4 separate regions of the Mus musculus genome follow, and all the other regions are linked to region 1. A link is a contact called in public ChIA-PET, HiCAR-type and HiChIP or PLAC-seq data. All regions are on one chromosome and are shown on one strand. The core of a region is the stretch at or near the end of the contact, and the rest is flanking DNA. Distances in the headings are between cores, read along the strand shown.

What was found. ChIA-PET counts read pairs in DNA pulled down with a chosen protein or histone mark. HiCAR-type assays count read pairs that join an accessible place to other places. HiChIP or PLAC-seq counts read pairs in DNA pulled down with a chosen protein or histone mark.
Region 2: a HiCAR-type map of fibro-adipogenic progenitors shows a contact between it and region 1, with 5 times the contacts expected there. The contact joins the enhancer-like site here to the promoter of Vps53 in region 1. A contact is called at or near these places in 6 of 39 promoter capture datasets (cranial neural crest, frontonasal cranial neural crest, hippocampal neurons and 3 more), 10 of 115 datasets of contacts at active chromatin or transcription factors (bone marrow-derived macrophages, craniofacial prominence, embryonic basal ganglia and 6 more) and 2 of 9 other capture datasets (adipose tissue and liver).
Region 3: an H3K4me3 HiChIP or PLAC-seq map of bone marrow-derived macrophages shows a contact between it and region 1, with 4 times the contacts expected there. The contact joins the enhancer-like site here to the promoter of Vps53 in region 1. A contact is called at or near these places in 8 of 39 promoter capture datasets (the 3T3-L1 cell line, the HPC-7 cell line, cranial neural crest and 4 more), 2 of 115 datasets of contacts at active chromatin or transcription factors (bone marrow-derived macrophages and oligodendrocyte precursor cells) and 2 of 9 other capture datasets (adipose tissue and pancreatic islet).
Region 4: a contact with region 1 is called in an RNA polymerase II ChIA-PET map of memory CD8 T cells, with 22 read pairs. The contact joins the enhancer-like site here to the promoter of Vps53 in region 1. A contact is called at or near these places in 4 of 39 promoter capture datasets (cranial neural crest, maxillary cranial neural crest, neutrophils and 1 more), 2 of 115 datasets of contacts at active chromatin or transcription factors (memory CD8 T cells and pancreatic cancer cells) and 2 of 9 other capture datasets (adipose tissue and liver).

What each region holds. Positions count from the first base shown.
Region 1 is chr11:76,177,901-76,182,104 of GRCm38.p6, forward strand. It overlaps Vps53 (VPS53 GARP complex subunit), which reads right to left and starts at 1,738. Exons shown (of 22, transcript NM_026664.4): 1 at 1,513-1,738. The coding sequence starts at 1,599. It also overlaps a transcript of Tlcd3a not described here.
Region 2 is chr11:75,811,289-75,815,492 of GRCm38.p6, forward strand. The region is part of intron 1 of Gm12339 (predicted gene 12339); the gene reads left to right. Among named protein-coding and RNA genes, the nearest start is that of Doc2b, 17 kb to the left of the region's middle. Within about 2 kb of position 2,028, at least 110 of the 459 cell types and tissues checked have an H3K27ac peak or open chromatin away from gene starts, as enhancers often do. A contact at or near this core is called in adipose tissue, fibro-adipogenic progenitors and liver, where this site is marked.
Region 3 is chr11:75,863,585-75,867,788 of GRCm38.p6, forward strand. The region is part of intron 4 of Rph3al (rabphilin 3A-like (without C2 domains)); the gene reads right to left. Among named protein-coding and RNA genes, the nearest start is that of Rph3al, 45 kb to the right of the region's middle. Within about 2 kb of position 2,232, at least 30 of the 459 cell types and tissues checked have an H3K27ac peak or open chromatin away from gene starts, as enhancers often do.
Region 4 is chr11:76,477,079-76,481,282 of GRCm38.p6, forward strand. Abr (active BCR-related gene) reads right to left here. Exons shown (of 23, transcript NM_198895.2): 4 at 1,917-2,102. Among named protein-coding and RNA genes, the nearest start is that of Timm22, 72 kb to the left of the region's middle. Within about 2 kb of position 2,238, at least 150 of the 459 cell types and tissues checked have an H3K27ac peak or open chromatin away from gene starts, as enhancers often do. A contact at or near this core is called in liver, memory CD8 T cells, neutrophils and 1 more, where this site is marked.

The DNA of each region.
Region 1 (4,204 bases), core at 488-2,987:
CTTCTGGAGTGTCTGAAGACAGCTACAGTGTACTTACATATAATAAATAAATCTTTAAAAAAAAAAAAAAAAGAATATCCCTAAGAGTCTTCTCTTCCCAACAAGAAGTTTTTTGTTGACTAAAGTCTCCTGTCAACTATATTAAGATGTATGGTCATAATATTAGAAGTAACTGTGTAGGTTTTTGTAAGGTTTTGTTGATAGAGGGAGAAAGATCTTCCTTAAGGGAACTGACATGGGGTTATAGTGTAAGAAGAAGCACATTAGGAGCTATGGATATTGCTTTGTGGTAAGACACTTATCTCATGTGCCAAGGATTTGTTCAACCTCCAATACTAATAAAAAAGAAAGGAAAGAAAGAGTGTGTCTCATTTAATGGCTATTGGGAAGGTAGCCCAAGTAAAATAATTCTACTACTAATAATTAGCATATATGGACCATTAATACTTTATTTTTTTGTTTTTCAAGACAGGTTTCTCTGTGTATCCCTGGCTGTCCTGGAACTCACTTTGTAGACCAGAGGTTGGGGAGACGTGTGCATGTGTATGTGTGTTTTGTCCAGGAGTAGTTTTCTCCCTCTATTTTGAGGATCCTGGGGAAGAGACTCAGGTCAGCAGGCTTGGTGGCACAGTGCCTTTACCCACTGAACTATCTCACTAGCCCTCAGTCTTTTAGTTATGGTACAGATTTGTCTTAGTTTGCTTTACATTGCTGTGATAACACAGCATGACCAAAAACAACTTGTAAAGTAAATAATTTATTTGGATTACAGGTTATAGTATGTCGTCATCAGGTGAAGCCAAGCCAGGAAATGGAGCAGAAATCACGAAGGAATGTTACTTACTGGCTTGCTTTCCATGGCTTGCTCAGCTTGCTTTTCTATACAATCCAGAACCTGCTGCCCAGGGGTGGTACCTCCCACAGTGGGCTGGGCCATTCTACAGCATCAACCAAGAAAATGCCCCCACAGATTGCCCGTGGGCCAATCTGATGGAAGCAATTCTCAACTGAGGCTTCCTTTTCCCAGATGACTCCAGCGAGTGTCAAGTGCGCGCGCACGCGCACACCAGCACAAGGGTCATTTTCCAGTATGCCGCCCCACAACCCTATTCTGTCATTCGTTTCCGCAATGGAAGTATCCCACTGCCAATTCCAAACCACTCCAAGAGTTTAACCAGAGAAATGGAAGAAGCCGCACTAGCTGGAAAATGAATAGAGTCTTAAAATCAACCATAATCCGAATTCTCTAGTCACGGGGCTCCCTCTAGGTTTATCCTGTCAAAGAGGACAGCTCGGCCCAAACTCAGCAGGGCGTAACAACCTCGGAAACACAGAGCCTAGAGAAGACGTGTTCGGTCCCCAGGCTGAAAAACCCATCCCCACCTTTACCACCATCCAGACTTCCGCTCAGCATAAGAACCGCCACCTTTCCAGCCTAGCAGGGGAGATTCGACCCTGGCCTAGAGCTGCCCCTTCCACCGCAGCTTCCTCCCGAGGGGGTGGAGCGCTCACCTGCTCGATGGCGAGTTGCACCTCTGGCGTGAGCTGCAGCACAGCCTCCAGCTCCTCCACAAACTCCAGTTCCTCCTCCTCCATCATCCCGCCGCTCAGCCCCCGACGCCCTCTCCAATCCTGCTCGCGACCTGTCTGTCACCAGGACCCCAGAAGAGCAAGCCTCCAGGTACGGGGCTCGAGGGAGCCGCTACTTACTCGGCTAGCCTGGCACTTCCGGAGAACTGGGCACTTCCGGGAACCGGGGGACTCTGGGATAGCGGAGGACTGACTTCCGCAGGCATGGCTGTCAAGTCCCTGGAAAATCTCCAGACAACCCTTAACCTCAAGTTCCCTGTTCGCACGCGGCGGGTTCTTAAGATTGAAAGCCCTCTCTTCTTCGCCCAGGGCGCATCCCCCACCAGCGCCGTAGTGTCGCCCGGGCGCCCCAGAGAGCGGTAGCCACGGCAGTGTCCCAATGGATGGGCAATAAGCCCCGCTGGCCATGAAGCCAACGTGCAACCCGCTCGCTGGATCCCCTTGGTCTAGGGCAGTCTGTGTCCCCCTGCCATCGGGAGTGAAATGACCCCAGCTGGTAAGTGGCAGTGTTGCCAAAGACATTTGAGGTTTGGGAGAGCTTCTGCTCCTTAGATAAGGATCTACTGGGCAGAATTGTCTGAAGCCTCCTCGCTAGGGTGGGGAGTAAGGAGAAAAGCGACCCAACGCTGGGAAGTGTTTGGTTTTTGAGACCGAATGTCCGGGCTGTACATCCTTATTTACACCCTTGATAACCTTATGATCTTGAACAAAGTATTCCCATCTGCCCTGCTTACACTACGTTAGATGGGGTGACATTAAATATGGAAGTATTATGCAAACTTAGGCAGGTAGTACAGGAAATGTTAGGGTGTTTAGCCGCGTACATTACAAAAAGAGGAGCCAGATAGCCCTGTGGAACCGCTTTTCCAGCAGGCACTGGAACAATGATGGAATTGCAGCCAAGGGAAGGGTTGCCTTACCAGTTCAACATTGTGAAAACCTCGACAGAGGAGTATCTGGCCCTGCTGAACTTTTTTTTTTTTTTCCGTACATATAGTTTTATAAAAATTGCTTCAGGAATAATATAATTTGCTTTTTTTTTTTTAGTTTTTAAAAAACATTATAGTTTTAGGAATGGAATTTTATTGTTGTTTTAGTTTGCCCCCCAAAAATGTGTGAGTAGTATAAGTTTTAGCAACAGCAACAAAAGAATGCTTTAAAATATAATTGCAGGAGGACTGTGAGAGACATCAAGATGGCTCAGCCAGTAGAGCATTTGCCCTCAAGCCTGATGCTTGAATTCATCCATCGAACCCACATGTTGATAAGAGAGTTCTAACTTCCACAAGTTACCCTCTAACCTCCACACATATATTATTGACTCATAAAAGTATTATTTTGACAATTATTTAATGACATAGCGATATATGCACAGTGTATTTCAGAAAGCAGAATATTTATTTCTGAGAGCAAAATTGGCTGGGTGTGATGGTACAAGCCTATAATCCCAACACTTGGAAGGTGAAGAGTAGGTGGATAAGGAAAATGTACTGTCTCAACCAAAAGCAAATGACAGGGAAATATATTTTTTCTTTATTTTCCCACACATCTACAATCAACATATGGTACTTTTTTTTGTGTTTGTTTGTTTGTTTGTTTGTTTTTCAAGACAGGGTTTCTCTGTGTAGCCTTGGCTGTCCTGGAACTCACTCTGTAGACCAGGCTGGCCTCGAACTCAGAAATCTGCCTGCCTCTGCCTCCCAAGTGCTGGGACTAAAGGCATGCGCCACCACTGCCCAGCTTTTTTTTTTTTTTTTCTCCATATGGTACTTTTATTATCAGAAACCATAGGTGCTGTCTGGATGTGGTGGCACATGCCTATAAATACCAGGATTCTGGGACCTGAAGCAGAAAGATGGAGAGTTTGAGGCTAGCTGGACTATGTAATGAAATTCTGTCTTAAAAATCAAAAAACAAAGGCTGGCAAGATAGCTGAGCCATTAAAGATGCTTGTTGTTCTTCCAGAGGATCCAGGACTTAAGTTCAGTTTCCAGCACCTTCATTGAGCAGCTGGCCACCGTGGAACTCCAGCTCCAAGGCATCAGACATCCCCTCCAGGAACACCCACACACAAGATGCACATATACATAATTTAAAAATAAAGGGGACAGAGAGATGGCTCAGCAGTTAAGAGCACTGGCTGATCTCCCGGACGACCTGGATTCAATTCCCAGCACCCACATGGTGGCTTACATCAGTCTGTAACTCCAGTTCCAAGGGAGCCAGCACCCTTTTATAGCTTCCTTGGACACCAGGCATGCACACGGTCTACACATATACATACAGGCAAAACACCCATACACGAAGAATTAAGAGATAAAAATAAGGTAAAGCTGAAAGGTGAAAGCGGGGTAGAGTGAGAGGAGAGAGAGAGAGAGAGAGAGAGAGAGAGAGAGAGGAAAGCATGTGTATCATTCTTGAAGGAACAGGAATGTGCAGTTTTATCGTGCCTTATTTTTCTATTTTAAATTAGATAGAATTTGCATGCAGTGAGATTAGCCGTTTCCGGTTTCCAGTGCTGTACATGAGCTTTGATAAATGCATGTTGTCATCGTGTCAGCACAGCACAGTCCGGCGGAGACACTTCCATCATCCCCTCCTTCACACCCACTCT
Region 2 (4,204 bases), core at 778-3,277, 370 kb before region 1:
TTTCACCACACCTGGTAGGTATTTTTATATTCTTAGTTGGCAAGTTAACTTTTTTTTTAAATTACATTTCTTTCTTTTTTTTTTAAAGATTTATTTATTATTATACATAAGTACACTGTAGCTGTCTTCAGGTGCACCAGAAGAGGGCGTCTTATCTCATTACAGATGGCTGTGAGCCACCATGTGGTCGCTGGGATTTGAACTCAGGACCTCTGGAAAAGCAGTCGGTGCTCTTAACCACTGAGCCATCTCTCCAGCCCGCAAGTTAACTTTTAAAAGTCAGTTTGTTATGTGTGCACAGCATACTTGGGAACATGTGAAAGTCAGAGGACAACTTTTAGGAATCTATTCTCTATTACAACCATGTGAGTTTTGGGTTCTGGGGAATCAATTGAGGTCTTTGGGCTTGGTGGCAAGAGTCTTTACCCACTGTGCCATCTCACCAGCTGTTAGTTGACAAGGTAAAGTGTGAGCAATCCAGCCCTGGGACTCAGTATGGCTAGGACCTCCCCTCTGCAATCCAGCCCTGGGACTCAGTATGGCTGGGACCTCACCTCTGCAATCCAGCTCTCCCTGGGAGACTCAGTATGGCTGGGACCTCACCTCTGCAATCCAGCTCTCCCTGGGAGACTCAGTATGGCTGGGACTTCATTTGCCTCTGTAATCCAGCCCTGAATTTGCCCACACAACACAGCTGAGGGAGACTTCCTTGGAGGTTTGAAGTCTTCATGCTATTGGCTCTGACTGGATTGAGTCAACAACAAAAGTGAGCAAAGCTCTTTTTCTTATCTAGCAGTCAACTTCAAGGCCGCTCCAGCCCCGGGAAGCCAGCCAATTGCTGGGAATGAAGGAATCAAGGCCTGTAAGCAGTCAGAGCTAGCTTCAGAAGGAGCTCGGTGCAGCCTGCAGCATGTGGCCTTGCTGCAAGCACAGAGGGCAGTGGCCTGGCCAGGCCTGATTATTTCTGATCCACCAGTGTCCTGGCCTCCCCAGGGGTCTTGGCTTCTGAAGAGCAGCGAAGCCCTCTGCTCCTGGCCTCTGGTGCTTCCATTTAGGAGCTTGCTGAGACTCCACCTCCCTGGGGCTTGTGTGTGTGTGTGTGTGTGTGTGTGTGTGTGTGTACAGAGGCCTCCTTCCTTCCAAAGCACCTTGGAAAAGAACTCAAAATTTACAAGACACATATTCACTGGAAAAATAGTGTTCCTTGTTCATCCTTGAAAGCTTCCTAAGAAGGCCTGGGGTGCAGCTCAGGGCTGAGTGCATACAAGACCTTGGGCACAATCTCAGCACAAAAAGAAAGAGGTGTTCTTCAATAAAACAACCTAAAAAGCAACCAGAGGAGCTGGTGAGATGGCTCAGCAGAGAAAGAGTATTGCTGCCAAACCTGATCTCCAAATCCCATGTGGTAGAAGGAGCCAACAGACTCCGGCAACTTGTTCTCTGTCTGTCATAGTGGTATCTCTCTCTCTTTCTCTCACTCTGTCTCTGTCTGTCTGTCTGTCTGTCTGTCTGTCTCTCTCTCTCTCTCTCTCTCTCACACACACACACACACACACACACACAAAATACAAATATATATAAATAGTTTTAAAAAGGGAATCATAAAACCAAACAAAATCCAGATGGGTGAGGGAAATAATAACTTCCAATTATTTGAAAGCCTTAGAGATTAGAGAAACCGCTTAGGTGCATAGCAGCTGGGGAGAGGCAGGGGGTCAGGCTGAGTCCCCCAGAATGAATGCTTTGTATGACTCTGAGCTGTCCTTCTGAGACAGGCCTGGTGTCCTAAGTGTTCTCAGGGTCCTGCATTCAATTCCTATTCCCGCTGCAGTGCCCGGCACCTCCAGCTGTGGTGCACTGGGCCCCAACAGTTGTTCTGTGCCCTCTGCTTATGGGAGCAGGCACAGATGGAGAGGGTGTCGAGGCTGGGCAGCCCAACAGCTGCCATTCCTGTGCACCACCCTGAGTGTGTGTCATGGGTTACTTCACGTCGCCCTCACTATTGTTATTTCTGGAAAGCTGAGCTCTGAGAGGTTAAGTTACTTGTCTGACGTTGAGTCATTCTCGGAGCTGGGGAAAAGAGCCATGTGTGAGCTGTCCTGACTGGGGCCATGGCTTCCGCCCGTGACCTGCAGTCTCATCACTTAGCCGGTAGCCTGGGACTCTGAGGGGGAACATGTCTCCTTGGGGCCAGCTGTGCACTCAGCCTGGGCTCCCCCAACACTCTCTGTCATTCATGTCTGGAGACCACAATACCAGCGGCAGGCTGGAAGCTTGTGTTCCTTTTCCTAGGTTTCGGCTCTGACTCCTCCAATTTCTACTACAGTCAGTGTTTTCTGAGCCAAGCAGGCTATAAGGAAATCACTCTTCCCTTGGACTTATTTATCATCCTGTTATTTCCATTAGCTGACACTGTTGGAGCCCATTCCATCCCTAGCTGTTTGAATTTTCAGCTTGGCAATCTCCAGGCCTGGCAGTAGTATTTCCCGCCCTAAAAGGGACCTAGGTAAGTGGGAGATGTGGCCAGCAGATGTGTGGTGGGAAAGGGGACTTAGAACACAGTAAGAAGGGGCTGAGGGAGAGGCCAGGGGGCACTTTATTTTTGGTTTCTTACTAGTCCGGAGGTAGGTGTACAGTGGAGATCCATAGGGCTCCCTCTGATGGATTGGTGGAGGCAGGGGTGACAATGAGATGCTGGGATTGACAGCTGCATGTGAGTGAGATTGTGTCCAAGGAAGGCAAAGCCATTGGCAAGAATGGGGAGAAGGTTCCAGAAGGCTAGAGGACTCTAGCGCAGACACTGGACCAGTGAACTGAGCAAGGCTAAGGAGGTTGAGCTCAGTGTCTGACAAGTTTAGAACCTTCAGGAGATGGCGTATTATGGTTTGACTCTTAAGTGTTCCTCCCAAAAGTTGATGTTGAAGGCTTGGTGTCCAGGTAAATGGAACTACTGAGAGCAAGTTAGGTTATTGGAGGGGTGCTGGAGTCCACTCTGTACCTCCAGCTCTGAGCAGGGTGGAGCCTGGAGGATCACTGGGATTTACTGGTTTCCAGCCTACTCAAGGAAAGAGAGACCCAGGTTTACAGAGAGACTCTGCCTCAAAGGACTAGGCGTACAGAGACAGAGGATATCCACTTCTGCCTTCACATGTGGGCACAGATCTGTGTGCATGCTTGTGCCAATAAACCTTAAGTCTTTATTAAAAAGTCTGGCTGGCAGGGTTAGAGAGAAGGCTCATTTGGCAATGAGGCATGAAAGCATGAAGACTTGGGTTGAACCCTAGAACACATGTAAAAGTTGGGTGTGGTGGCACATGCTTGTAGTTCCAGTGCTAAAGAGGCAGAGACAGGAGGACCCCTGGGGATTGCTAGCTAGCCAGGGAGCCGAGCCTGGTGATTTGCAGGTTTAGAGAGAGACTCCTCAAAACTAAGGTGGAGAGCAATGGAGGAAGACACCAAGCATCATCCTCATGGATGTAAATCCTTCACATGTGCATGTGCTCTGGCGTGTAGTCATTGGCATACATGAACACACACATATACACACACACACAAATGGAGGGAGACATCAAGTGTCATCCTCATGGATGCAGATCCTTCACATGTGCATGTGCTCTGATATGTGGTCATCGGCATACATGAGCACACACATGTATATGTACACACACACACACACACACACACATACACTCCACACAAAGTCTGGTTGATTTCCCTCCAGAGTGGGTCCCAACTCAGCACAAAGATCTATGGCGATTGAGGCAGGACTTGGCTGAAGGGATTTTCCTCCATTCTTGCCCCTGAGGGGATCAGATAGCATCCTCCCTCTAGCTTGAGGGTGGGATACTCCAAAGACCCACTTACGCAGGGCTAGGGTTTCCTTCATTTAACAGGAAACTCAAGGTCACAGGCCACTTGGCTGTAGAGCACTCGTGGGGAAGGAGCAGCTACAGCACGTTTGAGTAACTGGTTTGACTATGTGTCTGCTGAATGAATTTGCATTCAGATCTGCAATTATGTTTAGGGTTGGCTAGCTCATATGTGAAGTAAACAGATTAATCCTCACCTGTGAAATCAGCCAGGGCTACTCATTATCAAGAGGAGTGAAGGGAGGGGTAGATGAGGCCTGAGGCTGGCCCCACACCTTCCACAGCACTATGGGGAACCCCTCAGCTTTGTCCCAGCTCAGAGAGAGGCCAGCTGG
Region 3 (4,204 bases), core at 982-3,481, 310 kb before region 1:
TAAGTGATAAAACAAAATTGCTCTGAATATTCAAAAAGTTATACATATATAATTTGTATCAATCAGTGAGTCAGTCAATCATCTATCTGCAACAACTAAGAAAATTAAAACCCTGTGGGTTTGCCACTTTTACATACTTAATTGTCTTACTTTTGTTTTTCTTTTTCCTTTTTTTTTTTTTTTTTTTTAAAGACACTATCTCAATGGGGAATATGCCTTTAATCCCAGCACTAGGGAGGCAGAGGCAGGCTGATTTCAGTGCGTTTGAGAGTAGCTTGGTCTATATAGTGAGTTCCAGGACAGCCAGAGCTATAGTGAGACCCTGTCTCAAAAAAAAAAAAAAAAAAAAAAAGACAAGGCCTCATATGTAGCCCTGGCTGTCCATCCTAATGCACCCTGTTGTTTTCTCTCCCACCTCCAGACTTGGGTCTGTGTGACTGTGTGCGTGTACACGTGTACACGTATGTATGGGTGCACTTGTGTTTGCAGATGTTCATGTGTGCATGGAGGTCACAGGGCCAACCCCAGGTGTGATACTGTTCCCAGGGAACTGGCTGCCTTTCTTAAAACATTTATTGTGACAGCACACCTGTGGAGGTCAGAGGACAATTTGCAGGCATCAGTTCTCTCCCTATACCATGTGGGTTTCGGGATTTGAACTTGAATGGACAGACTTGGCAGCAAGTGCTTTTACCTGCTGAGCCATCTTGCTGGCTCTGGCCACCCTGTTTTGTTTTGTTTTTTGTTTTTGTTTTGAAACAGAGTCCCCCCACGGGTTGGCCAGTGAGCCCTAGGGATTCTCCTGTCTCTGCCTCTCCTGCCCTGGGATTATAAGTCATTCTACCCTGTTTGTTTTGCATGGGTTCTTATGCACCCCAGGCAGGGACTCTCTCCCAGCCCTCCGCCTTTAAGCTGCTCTCTGTTGTAGCTTGTTTGTTTGGATAGAGTGAAGGTAGCCATCTTTCCTTGCTGCTTGCTTTCTTGCCTCTAGAGAGGGAGCAGTTGGTATTATTCAGATAGCATTTATCAACCACCTCTTGTGTGCTCAGACTGAGCTGGGCAGGGGGGTGGCAAAAACCAAGTGTTCTTGGAGACAGGCTGCTTCCCCCCTCCCAAGTGAGCCTTCCCTCCTGCGCAGGGTCCTTGGTGTTCCGGCACAAACTGGAGTCTGTACCCACGGGAGGGGTGTGGGAGAACCAGGGCCACTGGGCAGAGCTGTCAGCTCCCTTCCCCTGGCTGGTTCCCTCCCTCCCTAGACAACTTAGTAGCTCTCAGCTTTCAAAAGTGTCAGCTCCTGAGGTGTTAACCAGAGACTGCGACCCCTCCCAGGGGCCATTAGCACATTTGCATTTTGAAGAATAACACTTTCTTTTTTTCCTTTTATTGGTGGTGCTGGGGATGAAGCTCTGTGTCTGAGGCATGCCAGGCAAGGGCTTGACCACTAAGCCATCCCTTTCCTTCAGTCTTGGGATAATAGTTTAAAACTCACTGTGTGTTTGCATGTGTCCTTGGTGAGTCAGGAAGAGAGCTCACTCCACCATGCAGCTGCCTTCCCTGAACCCCTGTTCAGCCATCTGTGGGTGGCTGTCTCTACTCAGGGCTCCTTACACACTATGCCTGCTCTGCAAAGCCCCCAACCTCACTAGGACACTGGGAACTAAGGCAGAGACGCCCCCCCCCCCCCCAGGACGCTCTGCCCTCTGGGCCCTGAGTGCAGGAAGTTTGAGCTCAGCACCCTGGATCCCTGAATTCCCAGGGTCTGAGCAATCCTCCTCTTCAATTCAAGTGGGCTCTGAGCAACCAGGGCAGCCTGGGAGACTAGCAGCTGCCAGCACAGCGGAACTGGAAAGCTGCAGTGAGGGGGAAAAAAGCACTGTGAGGGTGCTGTCTGATTCAAACCCCGTGGCTGGATTATTTCAGAACCAGAGAGAACGCTCGCTCCGGCTTCCATGAAGCAGCCTTTGGTGAGGGGTTGTTTCTATAACAATTATCCACTCATAATAAACAAGGGGAGCTTGCCAATGTCATGAGGCAGTAGCCTAAAAGGCTATGCCCCTACATCAGGGGTAGGCTTGCTGGACCTGACTCTAGCCCTATCTCTCTGTAGCCTTGTTGCCCACCCTCAGGAGTATCCCTCCAGCCCTGTATCTCCCATGCTGTCTGGGATGTGGGAAGGTCCTTGTAAGCCCCTCCCCTCTGCAAGGACCATCTCCTCCCTCTGGTCCAGAGGCCTGTCTCCACGCTCCTTGGCTGTTCCCTACCAGCTCAGCAAACCCACAGGGATAAGACTCTCAGCGCCTCCTATACCATGGATTGGCAACACTTCGAAAATGCTTCCCCTTACTCTGAAACCATAAGCATCGTTAAATCTCTCTGAATGCACTCTGACCTCCCCTCCCGTTTCTGCCACAGGTCTCTGGGAGCATGCTCAGGTGGTGTTTGGCGGGGAAGCCATGCTCTGGCCCCAGATGGAGTGGGCTGCACGCAGGAAATGAATAGAGGCTGTGAGCAGAAAATTGCACAGGCCAATTATAGCAAGCCAGGTCTTCTCGGAGAAGCTTCTCAATCTTGATTCAATTCCCAGAACAACAAATATGCCAGTGTTTAAACACAGTCCCAGCCGAAGCGACACTACTGGCCCCTGGGTGGCTGAGCTCTCAGGTGGGGGAGGATTGGGGTCTTAAATACTGGGACGTGCTTCTCAATGGTGCGTGCAGTGAGCGCTTCATTTTCAATCTGTTTTGTTTCTTTTGGGAAAACCTCTAATTCTGAGGCCCCTCTATCTTCCTTACTCATTGTTCCATCGTTCAACTAGGTTATTTCCTTTTTTTTTTTAAATCCCATTTTTTTTTTCTTAGGAGATCTTACAGACTTCTCTGGGTCACTAATTCAAGCTTCCTATTTTGTCTAACTTGGGGAATTTCGGGTTGTCTTTAGATGTGTACTGGTGACATCTAACATGCACGCAGAGTTTATTCTGTACACAGCACAATTCAGAACCGTCTTCATATAAACTCACCAAGTATTACTGAATTGAGGAAGCCCCTGGATGGGAGAGCAACACCAGGCATCCCAGGGTCACACCACAGCTCCCTGGTCCTGGTAGCACCACCTTAGACCTGTCACCAAAGGCCCAGATCATTCACCTAGTTGCAAAATGGGAACACTAATAGTCACCTCTGATCCTTGTGTCAACCCTGCAAGAAGAACGTAGCAAAGGCTGCTTTCCTGGGCCACAAGGACTTTTTGGCAGCCCTATGGGGTGTATGTTTCAAATTGTTTATTTAGGAAAGGAAATGGGGTGTCACTTCAGGGCTAGGCACCAACTAGGAAGTCAATAAATACTTCCTAAAGCAAGGGTCTACCCTCAACTCCCTAGTCCCCATCTGTGAGACAGCTGGCCAGCAGGAGGGGCACAACTGTGCCAGCCAGTGGCATTTGGCATCTGAAAAACAAGCTGGAAGCTTGGATCACGTTTTATTCAAATTAGTGCAAGAGAGAGACCAAATTCAGACACTCCCTAGAGGTACAGGTATGACAAAGCCAAACCACGACCACACAGGCCTGACAGACAGAGTGGGAGGGACCAGAAGCGATGCACCATCAGGCTGAAGTCACACCAGCTGGGAACGTAGGTACCATGTACCCTGGTGTAGTCAAGGTAAATCTCACAGATGATAGGGTCCCCAGTGATGTCCGCTCCTGAGTGTATTCCTAAGGGTGGCTTAATAACTTAAAGCACTCAGTAAATGACACAACTAATTGAAGACTTGCGGGCCAGAGACCCACCTCCAGAAAGGACGATGCTGACCTACTGAGTGCTGAGGCTTTGGGGACCATGCTCCAGTATTTGCCTCAGAAGACCCCAGCACTACAAGGTCGGGAGCCTCAGGTCTCTGGACATGATATGCGACTGAGGATTTCCACTGTGTTATTCTGGTCTTTGCTTAGATGCCCTTTAGCCTCCCCATTATACCTGCCTCAAGTCTATGCTGAAACCCAGCCTTCTGGAAAGGACCCAGTGACATTTGCCTTCCCTGTCACCTTAACTGGATTTGGAGTCCCCTAGGAGATGCGGCTGGGGATGTAGCCACAAGAGTTCTCTAGGGAGGCTTAACTGAAGAAGGAAGACCCATCCTAAATGCAAGCAGTACTGTCCAAGTTGATAAAAATACTGGGCGCCATCAGAATTCTTTCGCTTCTT
Region 4 (4,204 bases), core at 988-3,487, 300 kb after region 1:
CCCTCTTGTGACCCAGAAGCCACCTGTGTGCAGTGGTCACGGGCCATGCCAGGTACTCTCATCTCCATAGTTACCCGAGGCTGGAAGACCAGAGGCCCAGCCTGCCAGGGTCATTAACTGGGAAGCGCAGGTTGCTTGGAAACAGGAGTTTGGCACTGGAATGATCTCATAAAACAAACAGCAGAGATGCTAATTCTCCTCTCTTGGTAATGGATAATCAAATACCCAGAGACTTCAGCCGAAATAAACTGCCTCCAGATGCCTGGCTTGCCCTGGCTCCACCCAGGCCTCACACAGCAGGCAGCCTCAGGGTGGCAGACAGCAGTTCATGATGCTGGGAGGGGTGGTGGCTGGGAAGCAAATTCCTAACCAGACCAGTGGCGCTGAGACCAAGGGGACTCTGAGTCAGAATGATACAGACAAATTGATAAGGCTATGTAGGCTCAGGCCTGTATTCCCAGCACTTGGGAGGCTGAGGAAGAAGATCTGCTTCAAGTTCAAGGTCAGCCTGAGTTACGGAGACCCTGCACCAAAACCCAACAGAAATATCAAACTGGAGAGCTCTTCCATTCTGCTCTGCCTACCTGCCCTCTCAACAGGGCTTGTGTTCTGTATCTGTGAGGGCTGAGTAGAGGCAGCCCCCATATCAATCACCTCAGACTTCTGTGGACAGGGAAAGATCACCAGGGGAAGCAGCTGGGTCCCCAACTACCAGAACTATAGCATTCTGGGAAACAATGCCTCATGATTTCCTCTTCCTAAAACAGCAGTAATGAGAACAGCAACAGCAGCAGGCATTTTCAGGCATCAACTCACTCCTGCAACCATCCAGGTGGCTACTGGTACCCCTCTTCACGGAGAAGGAAGCTGAGAACAGGAGGGTAAGCTGTCACAGGACCACCTATGGCAAAGCCAGGATTCAAACCCAGCTGTGACGAGCTCTGGTTGTGCTTGTCCCTACAACACTTGTGGCCTTGAAAACATGGCTGTCAGGATACAGGTATCACCTTCAACATTCAAGTTCTCTCCAGCCCCAAAAAAGTTCATAATGTGTCTATCAATCCACTCATTTGTTCATCTAGCAGTGGAGTCCATTAGTTCTGGGAGTCTAATGAGAAGAAAATACAAACTGTTCCAGAGTTTACACTGGTGGGCACAGTAAAGATGGGAAAGACAGGTGCATTTTAAATAAGTGTTCATGAGGGACAAACATGGGGCCTGGAAAGGCTTTTCTGAGGTCATTCCAACTTGGGCACTGATGGAGAGAAGCCAGGTAAATGGGGAAGACCATTTACGGTCTACAGAGGTCAGGAAGTGTTTTGGTCTAAGCAGGCTCAGGCAGAGCTAAGGGGGAGGGTGTCATGGAAGCCTTAGCAACAAGAGGACTTCTGTGAACATCCTCCAACATTAAACCTGTGCTCTTCTCCTGTGAACAGCAGCAGGTAACACCGGCTGATACTCTCTACTCTGGAACCAACTGTTAGTTAGGACCATATCCAGCCAACTGCTTCACTTTGTAAAGGCAGCACTGGGATGCAACAGCCTTCCAAGGTCTCAGGTAAGCGTCATCCTCCTGCAGCCTCCTCACACACTTCTCTGTCCATGGAGTGACAGAGGGACCTGCGTCCTGGCAGAGGAAGCTCCATTCCAGTGCTCAAAGGACTCCCATGCAGACAAAGCCAGCATTCCCCAGGAACATTCACACACAGGACCTGGCTCTGCCGCTCTCTCTAGAAGCACTTTCAAGGCTCCACTAGGATGGGGGCTGGGGTTGAGGATCCAAGTCCAATTGCCCTAAAGAACCCAGGTCCAGACCGGCCTCCAAGGGCTTGGAGGTGACCCAGGCCTCAAGAGGGCTAGAGTGACCAGTTCTAACACCAGTCTGCCATAGAGACATGCCCTCATGGGAGACTCACCAGTTTCTGGAAAAGATGGCCCATGGTGACCTGGCTGTCCCACTGCTGCACCTTGGGGCAGAGGTTGTCGTAGAACTCCTTGTGGATCTCGTAGATGTCCTGGATCTTGTAGAAGATGGTCTCAATCTGTTGGATGGTGAGCACAGGCTGGGAGGTGGTGGCTGTGGCCTTCAGGGGTTTCATGGGCTGAAGAGGAAGAGGAACAAAGTACAAAGGTGGTGATGAATGAACCAGAGCGTTCGTTGGCAGGTCCTGGGCAGATTGTGACACTGATTACATGCAGCGCCGCCCAAGTTCTGCCTAGGCAGGGCCGCTGAAGTCAGAGCACCTGAAACACGATTTCTCAGAGCTGCTGTCACAGGTCCCAACAAGCCACATGCAGAGAGAGGGAACCTGGCAGCAGCGATCTGACATAGTAGCCACAGCACTTCCCTTCCCCAACACAACCTTAGCTCACAACCCCTGGCTCGTTTGTGTGTGTTCACTGGTCCATTGAGCAGGTTCCTAGTCTCTTCCACAATGGCCTCAGGCCCCAGTCATAAGCCTCCTTGTCATGCTTCAGTGGGACAGTGTTACCTGGGAGGCCAGCTCCTTGGCTGTTTCCTTTTGAGAAACAGAAGGCAGTTCTAGTACTCAGGAGGTAAAACCAAAGAGAGATTCAACACTAGCTCAAGCCAGATCTGTACTGGAAGCACTCCAGAGGCTGAGGCAGGAGGATTGCAGGCCAGCCTGGGCAACACAGTGAGAGCCAGTCTCAAAAAAGAAACCAATGTTAGCTCAGAGAGGAACGGGTACATACATGCCACCCTCCTACTTTCCACATCCGTGGCAGACATGCAGACATTACTAAGCGAGCGTGATGATCTTTCCCACTGAGTGTGGTTTTGGTCACAAGACTCTTTCTCAATGCCTGTTGACATGAAAATGAAAGCAGCTAGTCATCCTTGCTCATCTATACCAAGATCACCAGCACCCTCAGTGGAAGGGGCAGTGACTGTCCCTGGCAGTGACTGGGCAATGGCCCAGCAAGAGACAGGGTGTAGAAATATGGACAGGGAAGGCACACATAGGCAAGGGAGAACAGCCTACAACCTTAAGGCAGTATGGAAAGGGTTTCCCTGCAGACCTGGGAGCAGTGGGAGACGACAGAGTCAGCATGGACTCACCAGAGCTGTCAGCGACACACAGGATGAGGCTGTGGGCCGACTAAGGAGAGAAGCATTCCAGGAGAGAGTGTGAGAGTTAACAGCTGAGGTGCTGGGCCGTGAGATCACCTACACCGAGGGAAGCAGAGCTACCAATGGCTCCTTCAGTGCTATGACAGCCAACCTGGGTTCATCACAGAGGCCAGCCTTCCATCCTAACTGTACTCCATCTTCCTGATGACAGTGGCTAAGCCCAAGTCTCATATATCCAGACAATGTCCAACTGTTGACTTTCTTTGTCCTCTACATTCTACAAAGTCCGGAAACAAGACAAAGCCAGGCCCAAGAAGACCCACTGACCCTCCTGGCACTAGAACCAAGTAACCTTTAGTAACAGGTTCTTGCTAAAAAACAGGATGGGATTCAATCTTGGTCAGGGCAGGCAGTATGGGCTGCAGCCAGAGTCTGCCATTTACTAGTTGGAAGCAAGTCACTCCCCATTTCTGGGTGTATCATCTCTTTACTAGCAGGCTCATGTGTGGGACTGAAGTGGTATTACCTTCTCAAAAGAACCAATAGGAAGAGTGAATCTCAAAAGTCACACATTACATAGAATATCTAGGGGTTGGAGATGACTCAGTGGTTAAGACTGCTTCCTGCTCTTGCAAAGGACATGGGATCAGTCCTTAGCACCCACATGGTAGCTCACAACCACCTGTAACTCCAGTTCCAGGGGATCTGACATCCTCTTCTTGCCTCTAGTTTGAGCATGCATGCAGTGCACATAAACTCATGAAGACACATACATATAAAGATGGTAAATAAATCTTCAAAAAATAATAAAGAGCCGGGTGTGGTGGTGCACACCTTTGATCCCAGCACTCGGGAGGCAGAGGCAGGCAGATTTCTGAGTTTGAGGCCAGCCTGGTCTACACAGTGAGTTCCAGCCCAGCCAGGGCTACACAGAGAAACCCTGTCTCAAAAAACGAAAAAAATAATAATAATAATAAAGAGGGGTTGGGGATTTAGCTCAGTGGTAGAGCACTTGCCTAGCAAGTGCAAGGCTCTGGGTTCTGTCCTCAGCTCTGAAAATAAATAAATAAATAAATAAATAAATAAATAAATAAATAAAGTTTCTAGTAC